Regions from separate parts of the Mus musculus genome. Here regions 1, 2, 3 and 5 are each linked to region 4. Evidence: chromatin contacts called from public HiChIP or PLAC-seq and promoter capture Hi-C data. All regions are on one chromosome and are shown on one strand. Each heading gives the region's core, a stretch centred on a gene start, on an enhancer-like site or on the middle of the called end of the contact. The rest is flanking DNA. Distances are from core to core; before and after follow the strand shown. Region 1 holds the start of Ttll8 (tubulin tyrosine ligase-like family, member 8). Region 2 overlaps Ttll8 (tubulin tyrosine ligase-like family, member 8). Region 3 holds the start of Trabd (TraB domain containing). Region 4 holds the start of Ncaph2 (non-SMC condensin II complex, subunit H2). Region 5 has its middle 4.5 kb from the start of Gm38643.

Region 1 (4,519 bases), core at 1,922-4,421, 400 kb before region 4:
TAAAAAGCTTTGGCATGAAATAGGAGGTAGGATGTCCTGGCAGGAGGAGAGGGTTTGGGAATAGAGTCAGGCACAGGAGAGGTTCATCTCTAACACTGATGGAGACGGCTGGCCACATAAAACTGAGACAAGTTAACTGGCCATGTGGCATTCTCAGAATAGAACAAATGGGTTAATTAAATTACAAGCCAGCTGGGGGACAAGCTTTGGCCTTGGCATTTATTCATGAAGCATTAAGTTGTCAGAGTTGTTATTTCAGGAACTTGGGCATGGGTGGAAAAGGCAGTGGTTACATTTAATCCCTGTGGGAAGCCACATACGCCATTACAAGATGGTGCTGACTACCACTGGCCACCACCTGTAAGTTCGGGTAAACAACCAATGTGCGCATGTGCATAAGGGTTTCGCGCCAAGTCACAGCCCATCCCGGGGAATGTAAATGAGGTACTGAAAGCACAACCAATCAGGTATAGACACGCCACTCCTAGGCCTATATAAGCAGCGCCAGTTTTGGGGCTCACGGTCTTTCGCCTTCTCTATCAAGCTCTCTCAATAAACATGTGCAGAAGAATCCTGTTGTGGCGTCTTCCTTGCTGGCGAGTCAGGCGTCCACAAATCCCAGCACTGGAGAGGCAGACACACACACACACACACACACACACACACACACAGGAAAACAAAATAAAAAAGCCATCTATAGCAGCAGTTAAAAACATCAAGAGTATAGGAGTAAATCTAGCAAAAGACTACTGTACACTTGCACAACGAAAACTATGAACCACTGCAGAGAAGCACTGGATAGCTAAATGTTCCTTTCGTCCAAAGATTTAATATTAAGATGTTAACTGACCCATAAATTCAACACAAATAACGACAACCTTGGTAGAATATATGTGTGTATGTATATGTGTTTGTGTGAATGAAAATGTATGAATGTGTTAATCAGGTCCTAAATCTTAACACAGAAGTGCAAAAGTCCAAGAAAATCTAGGCAACCTTGAAGGACAACTTCAGAGTTTTTAATTTCATAATTAAAATATAGATAGCCTCTGTAATGAAAACTGGCATGGTAGAAGAATGAGCAGAAAGAGCAGGATAAATAGGCCACGCCCCCCCCCCCCCCCAGATCTACACCTCTTTGACTCCAAAGAAACACCGCCAGGCAGCAGATGAGTCACTGAATACTCAAACTTAGGATAAGGATAGCAAGTCTTGTCTTCCTCGATCCCATTAGGTGGCAGACCTGAACTGTAAGAAGTGAAATGACCAAACTTCTCAAAGCAAAGCAAAGGGTGTCACCTTCTGCAAGGAAGTGGGTAGAATCTTTAAGATAGAAGGGGGCTCATTATATATGAAAAGATCAGTAAGTGGGCCTCCTTAACACCAGAAATTCACATGCTGTGCATTGTGATGTATTTCTTAATGTCAGCACTTGAGAGGCAGAGGCTGGTGGATCTATATGAGTTCAAAACTATCTGGTCTACAGAGTGAGTTTTGGGCCAGTCAGAATATATAGTGCACACTCCTTAATCCCAGCACTGGAGAGGCATAGGTAGGTGGATATTTGTGAGTTCCAGGCCAGTCTGGTCTATAGAGAGAGTTCCAGGATAGTCAGAGTTACATGGTGACATCTTGTCTCAAAGGGGATGGTGGAGGTGATGCACATCTTTAATCCCAGTACTAGAGAGTCAGAGGGAGGTAGATCTCTGAGTTTGGGGCCAGCCTGGTCTACATAGCGAGTTCCAAGACAGCCAGGACTACACAGAGAAACCCTGTCTTGAAAACCCAACCAACTAACCAAACAAATAAACAGGAAAAGGAAGAAAAACAAAATCAACCAGCCAACTAAACCCCTAGAAATCAATCAACCAACCAACCCCCAGCCACAGATCCTCGTGAGTAAGTCTGACGCAACGATCTGACACAGAGCTGGTATCCAGAATGAACAAGAAACACCTGAAACCAGTAAGACTCATTATTAATAATGGTCAAGATGTGGAATAATATTTCCCCATCGTGAATGTAAGAGAACGGCCAATAAAAGCCCTAGAGAGTCTGGTAGCACCCACCAAACTGATCTTAAAGGCCAAGGCAATGCCAGTTGTGTGGCCAGTGGGGAGTGCCCCGGCTGGTAAGCCTGGATTATATCTTCTCTCTCTTTTTTTTTTCCAGACAGGGTTTCTCTGTGTAACAACAGAGCCCTGGCTGCCCGGACTGGCTTTGTAGACCAGGCTTGCCTCGTATTCACAGAGGATCATCTTGCCTCTCCCTCCCGAGTGCTGGGATTAAAGGTGTGTTCCACCATCCCAGGCCCTGAACTATATCTTCTAAAACTAAATGTGTACCCATCCATGACCATGATTTTACTTATAGATATTTAGGTATTTGTCAGTGGATATGACCCATGTCTGAAGGGCAAGTTCAGTACCCGGCTAGGATAAAAAGCTTTACCTTGTACTACCAGAACAGTCTCACAGAACCAACACGGGAGTCCAGAGGGCAACTGAACTGGGCCTCCTCCGCTATTCCCAACCCCCGCCCCCGCCCCCCCCCCACGCCTGCTCCTTTGAGTAAGGCTGCCGAAAATGCGGAACAAGAAAGGTACAGACTATTTTCTTCTTTGTGATCTCCATCTGACAAAGTGGAAGACAGCTTCTTCCTCTCGCCGTTCTCCATGCTCGCCTCTCGTAGCTGGTTCTTTTGGCCCCCAACCCCTGTTGACAAAGATTTAGAGTTCAGACATACCCAGGGAGGCAAGGGTGGGGTTCGGAGGACCCGGGTGTGGGAGGGAGGCCTGAAAGGAGGGTTTGGGGTCGGGGGACACGACATGACTGGGAAACTTGAGGTGTGAGAAGTCAGATGAGAAGAAAGGTCAGTGGGAGACAGATGAGATGAAGAAGTTAGGGTAGAGGGACAACTCGGGGGTAAGGAAGTAAGTATGGGGTTGAAGAGATAGACTTGGGCCAGAGTTAGGGAAGTCCAAGAGGGACATCCAGTCTGGAGAGAAATACAGGTCTGGAGCTAAGAAGGAGAGGTCGAGGTAGGGAGACAGGACACAAATTGGGGCGCAGGCTTAGGGTCAGAAAGGGGAGGCCGTTACGAAGTTTGGAGGAAAGTGGGGAGGTGAGGGAAAGAAGGTTGAACAGGCGTGGTGGGGTGAAAGTGGAGGGATAAGGTGGGAAAGTTCTGTGATTCTAAGGATCGACGTCTGGGATTCCAATCGGAGGGGGCGGGGCGGGGTTCCGAGTACTGCGTAGGAGGGGGACCTGGGCACTAGCGAGGGCAGGCGTGGCGCGTCTGAGGGCAGGCAGTGCTCACCTGGGACCCGCCCTAAAGCGCGTGCTGCTGTGGCCGAGCGGCGGGCAGAGCGGCCAGGCGTCTTGCGGTTGCTCAGGGCAACCGCCCTCGCCTGCACCATGCATTGTGCAGACTCCTGGCGCTGGTAGCGGGGCTTTCGGCGTGCTAAGCGGCGCCCCACTCGGGGTGTGGGGCTTCGTGGACGCACAGGCGGCAGAGGCTGCGGAGGGCTGCGTGAAAGAGGAATCCGCTGGCAGCAGCGGAGCACAGGGGACACCCGAGACGCAGTCCGAACGCAGTTGCTGGCACTCACACTGAGCTTTGGTTCTAGATCCAGTCCCATGTTACGGTCCAAGGAGCGGCTTGGACGGGGGTGGAGTCGGGGGCGAGAGCGGGGACTAGGTCCCCCGACGGAGCAGGCCATGCGTCAGGATTAGTCCTTAAGTGCCTGCGACCCTCGCCTGGGTCATGTGCTCCTGCTCCACATCTCCCACGCACCTGTCAGGGTCACACAGACAACCCAAGCCCTCAGACTACACCAAGTCACAAAGACTATGGGTCACACCCTGCCCCACCCTCCGCTTCCTCCCTCCTGGCTCCCTTGTTGACCACGAGAAGCCTCCACTTAGGCCTGAGGTGGGGATGGATGGAGTCCGAGGGTCCTTCGGGGCAGGTGTTCTCCCCTTGCCAGCCGAGCGTCTACTGAGATCAGGGTAGGCAGAGTAAGCCTTCTGTGCGCAGAGGAACATAGAGTGGCCCTGGTACCTAGACTTATTAGTGGGATACTTGTGCTGTGCCCTTCCAGGCTGTCCCTTCCCGACAGTCAGCACTACTTGCCATCTAGGCCTTTCCAGGTTAGTTCCTGTGATCGTCCTGTGTTTGTGCCTATGTGGGTGGTGCCTTGGGTTGTCTTGAGGAAGGCCCCTCACCCTGTCAGAGTTGTCCGCTGTTTTAAAGCGCAAACTTCAGCATATTTTCAATGGGTTTAAAGCAGTTCTCAACCTATGGGTCGCGACCCCACACACAGTGGGTCACATATCTAACTAGCAAAATTAGTAATGAAATAGCACTGGAATAATTTTATGGTTGGTGTCACCACAACATGTGGTGTTGTATTAAAGGGTCACAGCTTTAGGAAGGTTTAAAGGCATTTTTTTTTTAAAAAAACAGGTTTTGCTCTTCAGGTGTTGTAGGAGTCTTCTCCCTGACTGGTGATCTAGTC
Region 2 (4,645 bases), core at 1,415-3,914, 420 kb before region 4:
TCCATTTTATTTGGTTTTTTAAAACAAACATTATGCATGATATACACAGACATTCTGGATACCTGATCTTTTAAATTACATGTCTGGGAAAAAGTTCCACTTTGTGACTAACCTTTTTGTCTTCTTTATAGAAGATACAGGAGAGCTTCAGAGGAGTCAGGCTAGGGGCCACTGGGGTACAACTGCTGTGTTACTGGAGACCCCATCTGATCACTGGCCAGGCCCCCTGCCTCCATCCTGTAATACACGGACCCCCTGACCCCACCTCTCAGCATCTCAGTCCGCAGCCACACAGACCTCTACTTGTGCTAGTCACTGTGGGATGCAGGAGCTAGGGGCAGGATGCAGGGAAGCCAGATGCCCCAGGGACCATGTTTCCATACAGGAGTCTTACTTCTGTAACAGCGTGCTCTGTCTTACTTTAAAAAAGCCATGTTATACCCCAATACCAGGCCACGCGGCCTACCATCACATCGTGGATATCATCGAATCTCTCCAAGGCTATTTCTTGATTTTCTTTGGTCTCAGCACTTTTATCTGCAAACAAAACACAAGAGACATATTGCTGCCACCATACTCGGGTACCTCACCTGACTTCCTGGAGGGCTGGCGTTCCACTATGGAGGGATGGCCATTTGTCTACTAAAAGCTCCAAGTGAGGTTTGCCCGGGGGCAGCGGCTGTGGAGGCCACACGTGGCATTCCCTCCAGCATCCTGTGTACCATCCCACCTGTGCTGTGCTGTGCTGGGTCAGGATTGAGGGGATGCTGAAGACCAGATGACCCTCAAGGCAGAAGGCCATAGAAGCTTGAGGCATGAGTCTGGGAAGGACTGGTCTGAGCTATGGGTAACCGAGGAGCGGCCTTGGTGGGGGATGGACCTGGAGGAAGAATGGCTAGGGTGGGGTGTGGGCATGGGGACACCAAAAAGTGACTGGTACCATATTAAGAGTGTGGCTGTCTGGGATGTGTGAGGTTGGGAAGGCAGGGGATACACGAAGACGGATGCCAGTGGGTACGTAGAGTCAGCACACCTAGGATGGCTGACTTATTGGCCATGTGTGTATATAAAAAAAAACCCTTCATGGGTTTGCAGCCCCATAGGAAGAACAGCAATATCAACCAACCAGACAGCCCCAGAGCTCCCAGGGACTAAACCACCAACCAAGGAGTACACATGGCTCCAGCTGCATATGTAGCAGAGGATGGATGGCCTTGTCAGTCATCAATGGGAGGAGAGGCCCTTGGTCCTATGAAGGCTCGTAGATGCCCCAGTGTAGGGGAATAGAGAGCGGGGAGGCAGGAGTGGGTGGGTGGAGGAACACACTCATAGAAGCAGGGGAAGGGGGGATGGGATGGGGGTTTCCGGAAGGGGGGAACCGGGTAAGGGGACAACACTTGAAATGTAAATAAATTTTAAAAAATTAATTAATTAAAACAAAACCCAAAAAAACCAAAAACCAAAAAACAAACCCTTCCCAGGACAAGGTATTCCACCCATGTGCCGTTTACCTTCACTTCCAAGGTTCTGGAGAGCTTTGGGGAAGAAATTGAACTTCTTCTCCACCCAGCCCTTTCTTCGCAAGGTGGCCCGGATGACAGGGTAGTGTCCATAGATGGAGAAAATCTTCCTCTCCTGAAAACAGCAGCGGCATCTTAGCTGAGGCCCTCGGCAATAAGGGGATTGAGGTGACCTTCCAAAGTAGCCTGGACCAGACTGCACCTCGGCAAGGCCACACACACACTCTGCCCAGAGAGCACAGGAATGCCGCCCTCAGCATGCAGAAGGGTGCGCGTGCGTGTGTGTGTGTGTGTGTGTGCGCGCGTGTGCTTGTGTGTGTGCGCGTGTGTGTGTGTGCACATGTGGGGGCTCGGACATATAATCCCCACAGTTGCTGCACTGCGTTTATTCATCGTTGGGTTGGGATTACAGAGGTGATCACTTCTACACACTCATTCACACACTCAAAGGGGCCAAAACACAACCAAGAAATCAGCACTTCCTGAGCAGCTGTAGCCCCGACTCAGAATTTCTGTAGTCCCAGGATTTCTGGATTTGGGATACAGGTGGGACACACAATTGCACAATGCCTGAGGGTCTAGGGAAAAACTGAGGACTCCCAGTGCAGCTGTCTTTTATAGAAAAGTGAGTGTCCTGGCTAATTTTATGTCAGTTTAACACAAGCTAGAATCATTTGGGAAGAGGAACCTCAACTGAGAAAATGCCTCCACCACATTGGTCTATGCCTGTCGGGGTGGGGGTTGGGGGAGCATTTTCTTGATTGACAATAGATGTGGGAGGGCTGAGCCCACTGTGGGCGTCACCACCCCTAGGCAGAGGTTGTGTAAGAAAGCAGGCTGAGCAAACCACAGGAGTAAGCCAGTGAGGAGTGAGCCTCTGCTTCATCATCTGCCTCCAGGTTCCTGCCTTGACTACAAGCCTGTAGCATGAGATAAACTCTTTCTTCTCCAAGAGGTTTTTGGTCATGGTGTCTTTAACACAACAAAAGAAACACTAAGACAAGAGAGTGTGACGCCTGTTTATAAAAGCTGTGGGTGCCTGAGTTCAGAATGGCAGAAAGAGAAAAACTAACGGGTAACAGAGGAAGGGGCAGGGCCAGCCCAGAAGCTGCTGGAATTCTGACTCATCGCTTGGAGATGGTTAGCTGCGTGTGGTTGAACAGGAAGTTGGCAGCTGGTGGGAGAACCAAACTGTATACTACCTCAGTCTTAGCCCAGGGAAAGGTCATGGAAGGGATCATTGCTTGTTCCCAATGGTCTCATGTGCTTGAGGTATGGTCACCAGGATGGAGTGGGGACATGCCCAGGAAGGGTAAGTGTGAGCTAGCTCTCACACAGTGAGCAGTTATAAAAGAGTGAGCCAAGTCCCCATCTCCCTCTGATCTCCTCTGTCAAATATTCCTTTCCTCCTACCTGCGTGTCTACAATGGTGCCATCTGCCACATGGTGACAGTGACAGAGCCAAACAGGCAGAGCTGCTCAAGCTCTGGCTTTCAGCCCCTCAAGCTGGGTGGTGAGTACATTTGTTTTCTTAATAAAAGTGCAAAGCCTCAGGTATTTTATGTAGTCACAGACAGAAAGCTGACATTCACAAGGGTACCCCAAGCCAGTGCAGAAGGCAGTGACATGACCCGTGTACTAGGTCACTAGCAGGGTCAGGGACGGGCAGGGTCAGCTGGGGTCAGGCAGGAGTGGCGGCACCGAACCACTGGTGTCCTGCAGCAGACGTACAGACCCTGATGGGTCACCATGCAGGACACTGTCCCTGGACTCAAAAGAGCAAGATGACAGGACATATGGGACTCACTAGCATCACCCTAAAATGGTGACAGGACTTTGCAGATGTCACCGAGGCCCTAAGTCAGTGGGCTCTGATGGATACAGTCAATCTCCTGAGGGGCCTAAACTCATCAGGTTATTCCTAACAGAGGCTTGAAGCTCAGAGGATCCCACAGAAGACGGATTCATCTGACTCCCAAACAGCTGGAAGAAGAGATGCTTAGGAAGTGAGCGTAAGCCAGACATCAGTGAGATCTTGGTCAGCAAACCAAGCCACTACCAGAGTCCCAGACTCTATCACAGAGACACAGACAGGCTGAGCCCAGAGCCCATCACACAGACATGAATAGAGAGACAAGCTGAGCCCAGGTCCCAGCACAGAGATCCCAGACAGAGACACTGCAGTGAAGTTTTCTATAGATAAATTTTGTGTTGCCAGGTGTGATGGTTTGTATATCCTTGATCAGGGAGTGGCACCATCTGAAGGTGTGGCCTTGTTGGAATAGGTGTGACCTGGTTGGAATGGGTGTGTCACTGTGGGTGTGGGTATAAGATCCTCACCCTAGTTGCCTGGAAGTTAGTCTTCCACTAGCAGCCTTTGGATGAAGACATAGAACTCTCAGCTCCTTCTGTGCCATGCCTGCCTGGATACTGCCATGTTCCCACCTTGATGATAATGGACTGAACCTCTGAACCTGTAAGCCAGCCCCAATTAAATGTTGTTTTTTATAAGACTTGCCTTGGTCATGGTGTCTGTTCACAGCAGTAAAACCCTAACTAAGACACCAGGTAACAGAGATACATAACCTTGTCCCACTGGAAGATCTGATCCTATCCAGGAGACTACTTAGAAGATGCCTGGAACTAAGTTCTGGTACCCACAGGAGATCTGTGAGCCAGAGGGTCCCACCAAACTGCTGTTAGGGTGGGAAAGTCATCTGTACGCCCACCACATGGCTATATACGTTCACAGGGCACCAGGAGGAGCTGGCTGCTGGGGCTACAGGGGAGATTCAGATAAATTCAAAAGTGATACTGGTACCATCTCCATATGGGAGGAAGTCATCCAGTCAGGCCAATACCCAAATGAAATTCCAAATGAAGTTCCCAATTTTTTTTAAAGGCACCCCCCCCATAAGTCCCGAAACACATTTACCTTGATGGCTTTTTCTGTTAACTGTCTTGCTATTTTGTATCTGTCTAATTTGGGGGAAGAAGACAAATCTTGGGGAATTCCTTGTTTTAACTCTGCAAAAGAGAAACAGACATCAAGGCAAAGGAAAGGGCACATGGCTCAGAACAGTCACTCCAGCCTGACAGCGGACGCACGTGGAGGCCACCTGCCT
Region 3 (4,672 bases), core at 1,103-3,602, 280 kb before region 4:
ATGGTGGGTACTGGGCCTAAATGTCATCTTACTCCTCGGAAGTGTCCTCTGCTCCCAGGGCTCTATGAGCTAGTCCCCTTCCTGGACACAGATGGCCAGGGACCTGTATCCTTCCGATCCCTGGGGTCAGACAAGGCTTGCCAACTTGGGGCTCTACTTCTGTGGGACCTTCATGATGGTCTTTGCTGTTCTCAAACCTGGCCTCTCCTTGCCACACCCCTGACTAGGAACCTAGTCCCCTCTATTTACTCCCAATAGCTTCAGATAGCTCCTTTCTCTTTCTAAGGACTCTGGGCTCCTCTGGCCATGTTGAAGCCTTTCCCTGCAAGCCTGACATGCATTGACTCCCTGCATGGCTCACCTCAAAAAGCCCCTCCAGCAGCTGCTCTGCTAAACCAAGGTGCACTCCATCTGCCGACTCTGATACGTCACCCACTCATCCTGTGGCGCCACAGAACCTGCTTGAGCAACGCAGGCTGGGGAATGGCTGTTAGAAAGCAGAACTCAAGCTGGCCATGCTTTTTTTTTTTTTTTTTTTTCCTCCAAAGCAAAGCCTAAGATGTAAGGGGGGCCTGGTCTCTCCCAGCTGAAACCTGCCGTGGTTTCCCCGGCAGCCTGGCTGGGCATGTCCTCCAGACACCGGTTCCTATTTCTGGCTCCCATAGACACCAGCAGGTTATAGGGCAGCTCTGGTTTTCATCCCCAGCAGCCACTTAGCCAAAATAGAATTCTGGCACTTCAGGGTCAGCATCTAATGAAAAATGTCATGCCATCCTTTGCCCCTAGTCCAGCACTCTTCGACCTATGGGATATCTCGTATCAGATATCCTGCCCATGAGATATTATGATTCATAGCCATAGCAGAATTACAGTTAAGAGGCAGCAACGAAAGAATTTTATGGCTGGGGGGTCACCACAGCATGAGGAGCTATTAAAGGACCGCAACATTGGAAAGGCTGAGAACCACTCCCCTAGACAGGCAAGCAGGAAAGGTGGCACCATGGTCTGCCCACAGAAAAAGGACAGGCTCAGGGAGAACACTGCCAGCCAACCAGGGCTAGAACCCAGGCCCCTTCCTGACACTAGCCTATCAGTGGGGTTTTCAACCAAACAGTACGGGTACTCAGAGAGGAGCCTCATTGTGCTTTGTGAACGGGTAGAGTGGGCCTGGCAGTCTCAGCTCTAAGCCCACCCCTGTCTTCTGTTAAGCAGAATGAATGGGGCTGAGGAGGCCTGAAGAGGCCACAGAACACAGACATCAAAGTAGTGGACAAGGGGGGGGGGGGATGAATGGTGCTTCACTAAGGAGCAAAGAAGGCAGAGGTCCCCTTGAGGCCAGGCCCTCCGGGAGACCAGGAAGCTGTAAGAAGATGCTGGCAGGAAATACCTGTCAGTAGTCTCCATGCGGGCCTCTTGTGTAACAGACTGCTGGAGGGAATTCTGCCTGGTGCAGGAAGAATTCTCTTCCTCAAAGTGGCCGACTTCCAGGAGGGCCATTCACAGGTACAATGTCAAGGCAGGGTCTCCAAAAATCAGGGCCAGAGTTGTAACCCTTTGGAACCTGAAAGGGCTGGATGGGGCAGCTGGGAACTAGGCAGAGATTACTTCCCCTTTGGAGGGCCCGTGCCAGGGCCTGCTCCAGGTCGTCACTGCCTGGCTCTCACAGGAGCCTATCTTGGGGTACTCAAATGGAGACGTGTCCATTATGGGCTCACCCGGCTCCTCTCATCCACTCATCAACCCTGATCAGGAGGACCTGCAGCCCGGAGACCTGGCCTGAGTGGGCCAAGTGGCCTCTCTCCCTGCCCTACCCTTTAAGGTGCCCTAGGAGACTGGTGAGTTTGAAGCCTGCGTTAAGATACTGGGCACTTGCTGTCACTGGGGCCCCGCCCACCCTGAGACCTCCGCAGTCTCCGGGCTCTCAGTCACAAGCAGCTGAACACGTAGGAAGTCCTGATGGCCTGGGGCTGACTGGGCCAGCTTTTGTCCCTTTAGTTCTGCCCTTGAGCCTCTCCACTTGGCATGCGATTCTCCAAGGAAACCAGAAGGGCGCCTCGTATGATCCCTAGCTTCTGTCCCGGTCCAGTGCGCTGACGGCTCCCTAGACTCCAGGCCGTGGTGCGGACGGACGCTTCAAGAACGCAGCCCCGTCACACAGACTCGCCTGTGGGGGGCCCAGCACCCCGCGGTGAACTGGAGTTGCGCTCTAGGACCTGGGGGCGTCGGGCCGGGAGGCGGAGCCCTGCGCTTAGACCCCGGCGGGGGCGGGGCCTCGCGCGCGCGGCCCTGGGAGGTGTTTCCCGGCATGCTGCGCGGCCCGCACCCTCGGCCCGTCCGGCCCGTCCGGCCGCCCCGCCCCGCCCCGGCCCAGCCCGTCAGCCCGGCGACGCGCGCATGGAGGCCGGCTGAGGAGCGCCGCCGCCTCTCTCGGTACGCCGTGGCCTGACCGGGCGGGCGGGCGGGCCGGGGCTCCTCGCGCCTCGACGGCGCGGGCGGGAGGGCGCGGGCTGCAGGTGGGGACTGCGAAGACCAGGGTATCCGGAGCTCACCGGGTCGGGCTGACCCAGGACGGTGTAGATGCTCCTGGGCTCTGCTCCTGGGCTCGGGAGTCCCCGAGAGGACCCCGGAGGCTCAGAAGCGCCCTCGCTGGCTTTGGGACGTCAAGAGCTTCTTTAGAAGTGGGGACAGTCTCCAAGCTTTCGTGCTCCCCAAGCGGAGGGGCTGGAGGTCCGCTGGTCTTGTGCGACGCAGCTGTCCCTGGGCCTCCTTGTCTGTCTTGTCGCCCTAGGAAGACTCATCTTGCGGTGGCCGTGGTACTGGGGGCAGGATGCCAGCAGGGCTCTGGCACAGTGGACTGCTAGCCGGGAGCCTGCAGGCTCCTCCGGGGCATCTCCAGGTGGACAGAAACCAGGTCCCCGGGAGAGCTGGCCAGGCTTCTTCACCTCGGGTTTGTTTCCTCTTCCGGCCCTCAGCTCTGCCACACTTAGGTAAAATATGTCCTGCCTGAGCAGGTTTTCCCGGGTCCTGCAGTGGCTGGGCTCCCAGAGACAGACCAGAGGAGGCCAGGGCTTTTGCACACCCTGTCATTTCTTGCTGTCTTGGTTTTCTGAGTAGACAGTGAAGGCTTGTCTAGTTTTTCCAGTTGATCGCGGTCAGCTTTGGACCAGCGGTGGGGAGCAAGCTGCCATCCGAGAAACAAGCTGCCATCCGAGAAACAGTTTTGTTTTAAGAGATTGAAAAGCTTGATGGGTGTGTCAGATCAGGGTGGTAACAGGGTTTTGTGGATTGAGAAATTTAAACGTTTATTCCTCTTAGTATAGCTTTAAAGGTTGGCAATCCTAGGTCTAATGCTAGTCTTTCGGGTGACTGATGAAGGCTCTGCCTGTCCTGTCGCCCTTTCTCGTTGTGTCCTCATAGCTGTTTAGTGTCTCTTACAAGGACACCAATCCCATCGTGGGTCCTGCCTTATGGCTTCACTTGAGTTCAGTCGTCTCTTAAAACCTCTGCATGTTGATGTAATTATTTTGAGCCTCATATTTTCGGTGTATGGATTTGGGTAAAACACACTTAGTATGGATAGATCCAGAAGAGAGACGGCTGTGGGGCTGGGCAGGTGGGGAGCTTGACTGACGTGGCTCCAGTTACTTGGACCTAGTATGCCAGGGCCATACCTCCTTGTGGGCCCTGACATGAGTGGGCCTTTTCTGCTCTTTGAGCCAACCCTTCCCTCTTAAAACTGCAGACTACTGGAAATTTTCAGAGGCTAGTTCCCCTAGAAATTTAGCAGATGCTAAAAGTTCTGTTGTTTAGCATATGGAAGCATCGAGCCTGGTTGGTAGCAGGCCTGGAAAAGTATCCCTACAGTCCTGCTCATTCGGGGATGCTGGTTGACACGGCCCTGCTTGTTAGGAAATGCTGGTTGAGGCCTCTTTGACAGAAATCCTAGCTCTCTGACTTTATGCTATGAAGGTTTACAGTGTGGTCTTGGCTGGGAATGGGTCTGGAAACTGTCTGCTAACTGACTGGGGATTTATGAAGAGATTTGGTCCCTGGGGAGGTTGGGCAGTAGGAAGATACTTCTTACGGCGTGACTATGTCTGAGAAGGATGCATGACAAATGTTGTGGAGGTACAGTGGCTGGGTGCTTAGGTGAGTATGGAAGTGGAGGGCTACCTCAGTTGCTCAGCCAGGAATAACGATCAGGGTGAGGAGGTACATCTGACAGGCAGGAAGCCAAAGGATCAGAAAATGTGTAGATTTGATAGTGCCGGGTACCCAGAATCACAGACTTCTGGCTTAAGGAGTGGGGAGAGGCTGTCAGTAGCCTTCTTGCCTGACCACCCCTCCCAGCTGGCCCTGCTCTAGATGATGGGTTGTATCGAGTGTGTCTGATGATTCAAGGGCTCAGGGCTTGTCTCCTGACCAGCCTGTGGACCCCTCCACCTGCCATATAACCAGAGGTGAAACTAGTCCTGCTATGGGCCAGCCAGGGAGTCTCTCCAAGGCTATCTGGAGCCAATGTTCCAACTCTGGTAGCCTCCATACCCCTCGAAGGCTCAGAGGCACCCTGGATGAGCTTTGAAGGGTAGATCTACCAAGCCAACTGCAAACCTGGGGCAGCCCCACCTCTTAAAGGGCAGGGCAGGCATGGCCGACGTGGTTCTTTCCCATT
Region 4 (4,544 bases), core at 901-3,400:
AGTGATGATAATCAGGACTTGCAATAATGCCTGAGAGGAAGACATGCAGTCAGAGCTATGGAGAGGATGCTCTTGGGCTCCCGCAGACCTAAAGACGACACTTTCCCAAAGGCCACAGCCTCACGTGACAGTATACACCTAGACTGGCTAACACATCCTTCTGCCTGCGATGCTTCCCCCCACAGCACCCATCACCCGACCACTCCCGCCCCAGCAAGCCTCACCAGCCAGTGGTAAAGGCCACACTCTCTTCTACCTACCTGAGCGTAGAAGGCAGTAAGTCGTAGGCGGCGAATAGGAGCAAAGAACAGGGGTGGCACTGCGATCTCGATGAGGAAGGTGGCTACCACGCTGAGCTTGTGTAGCCAGACCGGCAGATGGTGAGCAAACCAGGCAGCGGGTGTGGGCAGGCACTGAGTCTCATAGTGGTAGGTCAGAGCTGCAGGAAGCGAGTGGAGGTCAGGGCTGGTTAAGAGCCTCTAGACCATCCCAGCTTCAGGCCCCGGGCCCTCACCAGTGAGTCCCCACCACGTAGGGCAGCGGCTGGTCAACTTGACCACACCAGAGGCGAACATGAGTCGAAACAGCAGCCAGCGCACGAGCCAGAATGGGAGGTCTTCATGGGGTAAGGCTCCTGCTAATCTACCCTGGAGAATCTTGTGTTTGGAAGGCCCCCTCAGCGGGGCTACCAGTATAGCTAGGAAGCCAGTCTCCAGCAGCAGGGAATCCCTATAGGGAGGGAAATATCCTAAATTTCCTATTTAGGTTGCTTAATAGGAACCTCCCAGGGTCCTCCCAGGAGAGGCAAACAACCCTGCCCAGTGGCCTCAGGCAGATTGGGCCCCCGGAATCACTCACCACTGGAAATAAAGGAACACTTGGCCCACCTGTAGGGAGAGAAGTGGTCAGGGAGCCACTGTGTGTCTGCTGCATCAGGTGAGGCAGAGAGAGAGGGTGGGTTAGATGAAGGCTGAAGTTTTAAGTGTCTCACTTGCCTGGTAGGCTGATCGGTATGCAACCCAGAGCAGCAGGTAGACGAAGGGGTGTCTCAGAGAGTTCAGGAGCAGGGCGCCCAGGGCTAGCACGGTGCCCAATAAGGTCAGTAAATCCAGACCTTGGGCAGTATCCAGCCCCAGTCTTGGTGCCTCCCACAGCAGCGTTGGTGTTTCCCACAGCTGCTGCCACAGGCCCTTGCCTTGGGGCCGCAGTGTTCTTCGAGCAGGAAGGATGCCCTCTGGGCCATAGAGGCCTGTGGGAGGGTATGTCAGGGCCAAGTCTTAGACATCTTCCCAGTCTAACATGCACATGAACTTAGGCCCCGGAGATGCTCCACCACCAGCTCCTGGCATGCAGATGTCCCAAACCCCCAACTCCAGGTTGTGCTTGCAGATGTTCCCATCCCAGGCAGGGCTTGCTCTGTCTACCAGATGGTCTCTCTCTCTCACGTTGGAAATTGTTGACCCCCAACACCAGGTTCAGAAGACCTGATTCTGGGTCAGCACCTTCTGTCAATTAGAGCGCATCCCTCTCTTACCTGCCCACAGAGTCCAGGTAGAAATCTGCCACCCACTCCCCTCGGGGTTTTTCCCTAAGCCTAGATGAGACTACTAATAGTTAAGGGAAATCGACCCTTGTGCTTCTTTTTCCTCCACTTTTGTTGCCCGCAAACTACCACCCCTTAATCCCGCGCAGAGAGAGGCCTGGACTTTACACCCGCCTCAGAGGGCAGTGAAGGAAGGGATGCTACCACGTCCACGTGTGACGATTCAACCCCTCCGCGCCCTCACCTGGGATCTGGGTGTAGAGGGACGCAAAGGCGAACAAGTAGACAGCGGCCACACCCTGTAGGAAAAGCTGCTGTGGGACCCGGGAGCTCGCCATGTCCGCTACGCGGTCTTGCCGAAGTAGTGCCCTCTAGTCTCCTAGCTGCCCCCAGCCCGGCCTCTGGCCCACGCCGCAGCCGGAATCCGTCAGTCCGGTCGGGTCACTGAGCTCCACCCAGTGCCAAAGAACTCACCGCTAACCACCTAGAAACTTAGTCTCCTCCGCTCCTCCAGGCCCCCCCCCTAGACACGGAGCCCCGCCCCCGGTGTAGGCCCCGCCCCCGTCGGGCCCGCTTCTTTACTTCTTCGAAACTGGGCCCGCCTGACGTCATACGTGTGCGCGCAGTGCCCTGGCTACGTACTTCCGGGGCGGGAGCACCAAAATGGCGCCAGAACCAGTAGCGGGTTGAGCCATGGTTCCGGGCTTCTAGTCCCGTTCTAGACATGGAGGATGTGGAGGTGCGCTTTGCTCACCTCTTGCAGCCCATCCGGGATCTCACTAAGAACTGGGAGGTGGACGTGGCGGCACAGCTGGGCGAGTATCTGGAGGAGGTGAGGGCGGCGGGGGAATGGCATCGGCCTGGGCGCTCAGGCTGCATTGCCACCCCCCGCCTCCGGGTCTGTAGCCGTCTGGTGTGTCATCCGCAGTCTTGTTTCTTTCCTCACCCCCCTTCAAAATCCAGCCTGCCTCTCGAAACTTTCAGCTAGATTCTCCCGGAGCTGTCCTTTTCAGGCCTCTGTCGGTTAGCGAGCTGTGAAGTCGATTTGGTTGGATGATAATCATTTTTCTCCAACAAGTACATTATTTCCGTTTTCTTTGGGGGAATACAATACATTAAGAAGCAAACTTTTTGTTTTCCCCTTTTGGGGGCGGATTTAACCTGGGGCTTTGGACAGGTTTGGCAGGCACTCTACCACCGAGCTTTTTTTTGGAACCTGTTTTTCTTCTTGAGCCAGGCGCCAAGGCAGGTCTTAAACCCGAAGTCTTCTGTCCCAGTCTCCCGATTATTTGCAACTACCAATCAACCCTACCATACCAGGACTCTTACAGTAATGGAGAGAGATCTGGTTCCCGAAGGAAAAGGGATTTTGTATCTTAGACCTCAAGCCCCGCCCACACGATCTTCCCGCAGTGCGACGCACCCATACCCCAGGCTCTTAATTTGAACCAGTTTTGTCCAGAAGGATCCGCCCCCTCCCCCATCCTGTTGGTGGCCCAGCCCCTCGCCGTAATCTAGCCTATCAGCATTCCATTCCTCCGTTTTGTTTTTTTTTAAGTTCAGGTCTATTCAGTCACTGTCTGCTCCGTTTCTGCACGTTCACACTTTGGCTCAACACAATCGGATCCCACTACTGAATAGTTACAGGTCTCAACTCGAACTGTAGTGGTCTTCGTATTTAAAAATAAAAGAGACGCTCGAAGTGCCCTGTTGGGGAGATTTCTCGGTCTGACAGCTTCCTTTTTGAAACAGTGCTCTTAGGATTTCTATTTGACTGCTTCTGTTTTCTTTCTTAAGTGTCGAGCTTCTTGGGGTGGAGTCTTCTTTCCCTTAAAAATAGAAAATCTTACTTGTGTGATTTTTTTTTTTTTTAAATACAAGTTTTCAACTCCATGTGGTGGGATACACCCATACCGATCTTCCTTGTGAGCTGTCCCAGATTTGTTTGTTCTAGCCACTCCCTTGGCATGTGCTGGGATGTTACTCGAGCTCTTGGATGTTATTTAAAGTGGAGCTTTTGGGTTGTGGTTCAAATTCTAGTCCTCTATTTTGGTAGTGTTTCACTGTTTAACTAAAGGTGAAAATTAAGAGATGTGATAAGGCCTCATGTCTCACACCAAGTTTACCAATGAATTGTGTCAGTTATATTGCAAGAATATACTTCCTTCCCCACTATATCTGGTCTAGGTGTATTAAACCTAGATATTTAAAACCTTCTCATCCAGGCTCTTAGATTGGACACCATCCAGTCTGAAGAATTAAAACTGGAGACAGGGATGGGGGCGCAGGGACCTGGAAAGCTGCCTCATCAATTCAGAGCACTGACTATTCTTTCAGAGGACCCAGGTTCAGTTCTAAGCACCCACAGGACAGATCGCAGCTGTCTGTAATCCCAGTTCCTGGGGATCCAGTGCCTTCATCAGGCCTCCACTGGCACCAAACATACAGGTGGTACACAGATATGGATACAGGCAAAACACCTACATCATTTTTTGTTTTTAGAAAATTTAAATCAGGGCTAGAGAGATGACTGGATAAGAGCACTTGCTGCTCTCGTAGAGGACCTGGGTTCAGTTCTCAGAACCAAAAAAAAAAAAAAAAAAAAAAGTAGCTCACAATGGCCTGTAACTCTACTTCCAGAGGTCCCAGGGCCATTTTTGGATCCATGAACCCCTGCAAGCACATGGTGCACACACATTAGTGCAAGCACACACACATCTTAGGAAAAAAAAAGTTATAACCAGGCCTCAACATTGCATAGTTGTTTGCTTGCTGGTTTGTGGTCTGTCTTTACCCTACAGTATAAATTCTAGAAGGGTAGAGATTCGTATATGCTTTCTTATTCTTTGTAGAATGTCTGACACAGTAGGTGCAGGATAAATGCTTATTAAATGAACATGTATTTTTTTTTAAAAGACTTATTTATTTATTATATCTAAGTACACTGTCGCTGTCTTCAGACACCCCAGAAGAGGGCGTCAGATCCCATGATGGATGGTTG
Region 5 (5,263 bases), core at 1,874-4,373, 470 kb before region 4:
CAAGAGTCAATATAAATATCTTTTTGTTTTATTTTTATTTTTATTTATTTATTTATTTATTTATTTATTTATTTATTTATTTTTTAAGTACATTGTAGCTGTCTTCAGACACTCCAGAAGAGGGCATCAGATTTCATTACAGATGGTTGTGAGTCACCATGTGGTTGCTGGGATTTGAACTCAGGACCTTTGGAAGAGCAGTCAGTGCTCTTAACCGCTGAGCCATTTCACCAGCCCAGGCCCAGCCCATCTTGTTATTTTTTTGTAAGTTTGTTTTTTTCAGGCAGGGTTTTTCTGTATATGGCTCTGGCTATTCTGTTTTTTTGTTTTGTTTTGTTTTTGTTTTTCGAGACAGGGTTTCTCTGTGTACTCCTGGCTGTCCTGGAACTCACTCTATAGACCAGGCTGGCCTCAAACTCAGAAATTCTCCTGCCTCTGCCTCCCAAGTGCTGGGATTAAAGGCATGCGCCACCACGCCCGGCTGCTTTGGTTATTCTGGAACTGGCTCTATAGACCAGGCTGAGATCTGCCTGGTATCTTTGTCAGAAATCAGCGGACTGTTTGTAGATGCTTCATGGTTTGTAGATGCTTCATCGGTGTATTAGGCCTTTATTACTGCAGCTTTATAGTAAGTTTTGAAATTAGAGAGCATCTGTCCTCCAACTTGTTTTGTTGTTGTTGTTATTGAAATTGTTTCGGATATATTGGATCCACCTTTTGCATTTTCATATAAATTTTATGATCGGGTTACTAATTTCTACAGATAGAGATGCCTGTTCACATTTTGTACCTGGAGGTGTTTCTCCATTGATTTACAACTTTAATATCTGGACCTTGTTCTACTGTCCCGACACTTACTTCAGTGTATTGTATTGTTTTTGATGGTGGTGAAAATGGACTGTTTTCTCAATTTCATTTTTAGCCTGCTAGCGTCTAGATACATTGTTGATCTTTGTGAATTGCTCTGATTCTGGAAGTCCCCTGTATCTTCATGCCATTTCTCCTTATGCATCACAAATGCACAAGTGGTTGGTTTTTGTTGGAGCAGCAGTTCTCAACTTTGGGGGGTCAAGACCTCTTTGAGGGTCACTTGTCAGATCCTGCATATCAGATATCCTGAGTATCAGATGTTTATGTTATGATTCATAACAGTAGCAAAATTGTAGTTAGAAAGTAGCAACAAAATAATTTTATGGTTGAGGGGTCACCACAACATGAGGAACTGTATTAAAGGTTGATAGCATTATGAAAGTTGAGGACCACTATAGGGAAAAGGGAACCCTAGGTAACTACAAAATGCTGGGTGTTTTGTTTTGTTTTAAAGATCAAAGAAAACTCCACAAATGGAATCTACAGTTTAGGAGATTTTAAGGCAAAATAGTAAACATGCTCAAAAAGGGTGATTTATATATTTAACATAGAGCTGTCAAAATTTCAGCAAGATTTTTCTAAAAATTGCTTGTTGTGTGTATGCATGATGCATGTGTGCGGGTACATGTGCCTTGGTGCCCATGTGGCTGTCAGGGAACAACTTTGTGATATCAATTCCTTCCTCCCATCTGTATGTGGGTTTGGAGATGGATCTCAGGTCACTCTACCTACTAAGTCATCTTGCTAAAGCAAGATGCTAACACAAGATAACACCAAATTGAGTAGGATTCCTTTGTTTAGATGCAGGTCTCATGTAGCTCAGGCTAGACCGGACTTTGACATATAGGTGAGGCTCAACTTTGGGGGGCTCATAATTCTCCTGCCTCCTGCTTCCACTTTCCAAGTGCTATGTGTATACCACCATGCTTGTTTCTAGTAGGATCTTTAGCGAAAACATAGATAAACTGATTCTAAAATGTACATGGGAGGAACAGAACTAGAAAAACTAAAATTGTAGTGGTAGGAATAAGAGTGACCTTAAAAACTTATAATTTGAATGCTTAGTCATTAGGGCACTACTTGAGAAGGATTAGGAGGTGTGGCATTGTTGGAGGAAGTGTGTCACTGAGGGAGGGCTTTGATGTTTCAAAGCCCAAGCCAGGTCCAGAGGCTCTCTCTCCCTGCTGCCTGCTGCTCTGGATGTAAAACTCTCAGCTGCCATGTCTGCCTGAATGCCACCATGAGGACAATGGACTAAGCCTCCGAAACTCTAAGCAAGCCCCAATTAAACACTTTCTTTTATAAGAATTGCCTGGCTCATGGTGTCTCTTCACAGCAATAGAACACTGACTAAGACAAACACCAGGTCTGAGCTAGCAGGCTGCCATGGTGGGAGTTGAGCCTGCAATCCCGGCACCCAGAGGCAGAAGGAACACGCCAAATTTGTCTAGGTCTACACGGTGAGTTTTATGCCAGTCAGAGATTCACAGTGAGGCCTTGTCTTTAAAAGATAGTGGTAGGTCTCACTCTGCCTTATTCGTCAGCATGTGGGGTGAAAGGGAAAATGACGGGTGCGAAGATCAGCAGAGCAGGAGAGATGGTCTGGAAACAGCACGGAGGGAATGTAGGTCTAGCCTCCGTACACATGCACGCAAGTGCATGCTAGAGAGGAAGGGCTGAAGGGAAAGGCAAGGCGAGCTTGCTGGGAGTAGACACAGGTCTGCACATACACAGATGCAAGAGACCTAACTCCTTCAGGTATGGAAACCAGAGAACCCAGATGTGAATCGCCAGGAAGCCCAAGCTCAGAGGCTTGCAAACCCTCATGGGGGTCACACACACACGGGGTCACCCATCAAGAATCAGAATCAGAGTAAACAATGAGGAAGAGAGGTGAGCCCGCAGCTTCCCTGGGTGTCTGAGTGAGCTCTTTGCAGTTGGAGGTCCTTTCCCTAGTGAAATAAGCTGGGGTGGTGGGGTATCAACAGGGGGTTATCAGATGCTCAGCTCCTGGGAACTTGAGGCAGAAATCAGACTTCTAAGTTTCACCTGGCCTCAAGCCCTGAGGTTGTATTCCTGGCTGCCTTCCTTAATCACGAAGCTTGAGGCCCAGGGGAGACTTTGCCCTTCCCCCTATAGCAGATGTGACCCCTTTCCCTGGCCCAGAGGGTTCAGGAGCCAAACCCTGTCTGCTCCCTGGCGACAGTCACCTCCTCTGTGCTCCCAGGATGAGTCTCAGGTCGCAGGAACCGCCCCGCAGCTGCTGCTGGTCCCCACCTGTGCACTACAGCCCCAGGGGAACTGTGAACCTGCTCCAGTAGGCCCGGAGGACAGGGACACGGTGGAAACCAGACCTCCGTTTGGGAGGTGTGGGGCCAGGGATGTGTTTGTGCCAGCTCCTGGCTGGTCCCCCGGGGGGGGGGGGCGCTTCTGCTTGGAGCCAGGATGCACCTGCCCAAGAAACTATGGTTTCACAGGGAGGTAGGTGATCTAATTCACTCCATCCCAGAGTATCCCAGATGCCCTTTTTAAAGGTCACTTTACCTTGATCCAGGCGAGGAGTACCTCGCCTACCTTCTCTCTCCCACATCGCAGTGGCTTACACTCTCGCTGAGTCACCCTTTCTCCTCAAAGCCAGTTCTTACATCCTACACGTGGCCCTGCAACCTCCAGGTGCTGTGCTCATGCGCGGCCCCACCCGCAGCCTCAGAACAGCTTCCACCTCTCTGCCATCTCCTAGGCCCAATCATTGGGTCGGCTCACATCCCCACCGCCTCTCCATGTGCTCCGTGATCTCTGTGTCTTGTCCTTACACATTCTTGGAGCCAATGAAACGCAAAACTATGCTTACTGTCATTTACGTGGCACGGGTCGGGGGCGGTTTGCTGGGTAGAGGACCGGGGATTCACACCAAACGAGACAATCCGCAGCCTTACAAAGCAATGTTTAAACGGAATCAGGGCAGAGCTTTAGAAAAAAAGCAATTCCAATCTATTAACTTTCAACATAATAAGCAGCAGTTTAAAACCACCATTAAAATAACCAGAATTCTAATTGGAAGACGTATTGATTCAGGATGACTCCAGAAGAGTCTGGGAGCTAGACCAGGAGCAGGCTCACAGGGACATGGTCCTCCATCCTGCCTGAAGACTGAGCCGACTCTCGCCTTCTGCTAGCCCTACAGCCCGGACTCCCAGAAGCTCCGGGTTTCTATGCCCTTTCCACCCTCCCCAGTCCTCACCAGGTGGCATCTTCGCAAAGCTCCACTTGGCAGGATGTGTCTTCACTCCACTTGCCTGTCAGCACCAGGACACAGCCTGACTACTCCTTGTTTTGGGTTCTTTGCGCTCAGGCCTGGCCAACCTGGCTCTCTGGGCTGGCGGTTGGGGCCCAGGAGCCCTCATTGGGGTTTTTGCCCAACAGCGCTTCCCATAGTGCCAAGACCGGATTCCTTGGCCTTCCTGCCTGTACTTCGGGAACCCTTTGTTCCAACGATGGGTTGAGATGTCTCCCAGGTGTTTTAATCAAAGGCCCAGGCTCTTCCTGGCTTCTCTTCCTCTCACTGAACTTGGAGTTGAAAAAAAGTGACATCAAGCTGGGGCAAGGGGTGTGTGTGTGTGTGTGTGGGGTGGGGTAAGGGTGTGGTTAGCACAGACCATTAATTCTAACACTTGGGAGGCAGAGACAGTTGGGAGGCAGAGACAGGAGGATCACTGTTAATTGGAGACCAGCCTGTTTTACATATTGAGTTCCAGGACAAACAAGGCTATACAGAGTGACCATGTCTCAATGGGGAACTCCCCCTCAAAAAAAAAAAAAGCTACATTAAAATCAACACGTGAAAAAAAGCCAACTTGCCGGAGGAAGCCTGGAAGCCTTCCTGATCCTGGCATTATCCAACCAACAGAGTGTGCTTGAAACAAAGGTTGTGAAATACGACAAACAGAGGTTGAGGGCTGTGAAGAGCCATATACTTGTAGCCAGATGATGTTTTGGGGGCTTTCCTCAGCTCACTGGCCGACTTGCATCCTTGGGAGTGTCTCTTTCCTCTCTTCTCTCTCTCTCCCCCTTTCTCTTTCTCTCTTTCCTTCCTTCCTTCCTTCCTTCCTTCCTTCCTTCCTTCCTTCCTTCCTTCCTCCCTCCTTCCCTCCCTCCCTCCCTCTCCCTCTCTCTCTCTCTTTCTTTCTCTTTCTGTCTGTCTATCTGTCTGTCTTCTTTCTTTTTTGAGAAAGGGTTTCTCCGTAGTCCTGGCTCTCCTGGAACTCACTTTGTAGGCCAAGCTCACCTCGAACTCAGACATCTGCTTGCCTCTTGCCTTGGATCAAAGGTGCGTGCGCGCTACCACCTGAGAAGACTGCCTCCACAGACGGAGTATTCCTTTCATATAGAGATG

The links. HiChIP or PLAC-seq counts read pairs in DNA pulled down with a chosen protein or histone mark. Capture Hi-C pulls out chosen DNA fragments and counts their contacts.
Region 1: a contact with region 4 is called in a promoter capture Hi-C map of adipose tissue. The contact joins the promoter of Ttll8 here to the promoter of Ncaph2 in region 4. A contact is called at or near these places in 3 of 115 datasets of contacts at active chromatin or transcription factors (bone marrow-derived macrophages, embryonic stem cells and pancreatic cancer cells) and 3 of 9 other capture datasets (adipose tissue, embryonic stem cells and liver).
Region 2: a contact with region 4 is called in an H3K4me3 HiChIP or PLAC-seq map of bone marrow-derived macrophages, with 2.8 times the contacts expected there. The contact joins the enhancer-like site here to the promoter of Ncaph2 in region 4. A contact is called at or near these places in 1 of 484 Hi-C or Micro-C datasets (liver), 2 of 115 datasets of contacts at active chromatin or transcription factors (acute myeloid leukemia and bone marrow-derived macrophages) and 1 of 9 other capture datasets (embryonic stem cells).
Region 3: an H3K4me3 HiChIP or PLAC-seq map of the SCID.adh cell line shows a contact between it and region 4, with 20 read pairs. The contact joins the promoter of Trabd here to the promoter of Ncaph2 in region 4. A contact is called at or near these places in 12 of 39 promoter capture datasets (the 3T3-L1 cell line, the C10 cell line, cranial neural crest and 8 more), 18 of 484 Hi-C or Micro-C datasets (the AML12 cell line, B cells, CD4 T cells and 12 more), 13 of 115 datasets of contacts at active chromatin or transcription factors (the 230-238 cell line, the SCID.adh cell line, bone marrow-derived macrophages and 6 more) and 5 of 9 other capture datasets (adipose tissue, embryonic stem cells, liver and 2 more).
Region 5: a contact with region 4 is called in an H3K4me3 HiChIP or PLAC-seq map of embryonic stem cells, with 9 read pairs. The contact joins the enhancer-like site here to the promoter of Ncaph2 in region 4. A contact is called at or near these places in 1 of 39 promoter capture datasets (the C10 cell line), 2 of 484 Hi-C or Micro-C datasets (both in embryonic stem cells), 6 of 115 datasets of contacts at active chromatin or transcription factors (bone marrow-derived macrophages, embryonic stem cells and pancreatic cancer cells) and 1 of 9 other capture datasets (liver).

Annotation. Positions count from the first base shown.
Region 1 is chr15:88,951,247-88,955,765 of GRCm38.p6, forward strand. Ttll8 (tubulin tyrosine ligase-like family, member 8) reads right to left here and starts at 3,172. Exons shown (of 12, transcript NM_172818.3): 1 at 2,610-3,172. The coding sequence starts at 2,829.
Region 2 is chr15:88,934,492-88,939,136 of GRCm38.p6, forward strand. It overlaps Ttll8 (tubulin tyrosine ligase-like family, member 8), which reads right to left. Exons shown (of 12, transcript NM_172818.3): 2 at 4,456-4,547; 3 at 1,512-1,635; 4 at 467-537. Among named protein-coding and RNA genes, the nearest start is that of Ttll8, 18 kb to the right of the region's middle. Within about 2 kb of position 2,665, at least 61 of the 459 cell types and tissues checked have an H3K27ac peak or open chromatin away from gene starts, as enhancers often do. A contact at or near this core is called in bone marrow-derived macrophages, where this site is marked.
Region 3 is chr15:89,073,712-89,078,383 of GRCm38.p6, forward strand. Trabd (TraB domain containing) reads left to right here and starts at 2,353. Exons shown (of 10, transcript NM_026485.2): 1 at 2,353-2,430. 1810021B22Rik (RIKEN cDNA 1810021B22 gene) reads right to left here and starts at 2,143. Exons shown (of 4, transcript NR_040417.1): 1 at 1,903-2,143; 2 at 362-487.
Region 4 is chr15:89,353,569-89,358,112 of GRCm38.p6, forward strand. Ncaph2 (non-SMC condensin II complex, subunit H2) reads left to right here and starts at 2,151. Exons shown (of 20, transcript NM_001115132.2): 1 at 2,151-2,375. The coding sequence starts at 2,268. It overlaps Lmf2 (lipase maturation factor 2), which reads right to left and starts at 2,091. Exons shown (of 14, transcript NM_178919.4): 1 at 1,788-2,091; 2 at 996-1,249; 3 at 859-887; 4 at 515-729; 5 at 261-439; 6 at 1-30. The coding sequence starts at 1,881.
Region 5 is chr15:88,878,323-88,883,585 of GRCm38.p6, forward strand. No RefSeq gene overlaps it. Among named protein-coding and RNA genes, the nearest start is that of Gm38643, 4.5 kb to the right of the region's middle. Within about 2 kb of position 3,124, at least 10 of the 459 cell types and tissues checked have an H3K27ac peak or open chromatin away from gene starts, as enhancers often do. A contact at or near this core is called in embryonic stem cells, where this site is marked.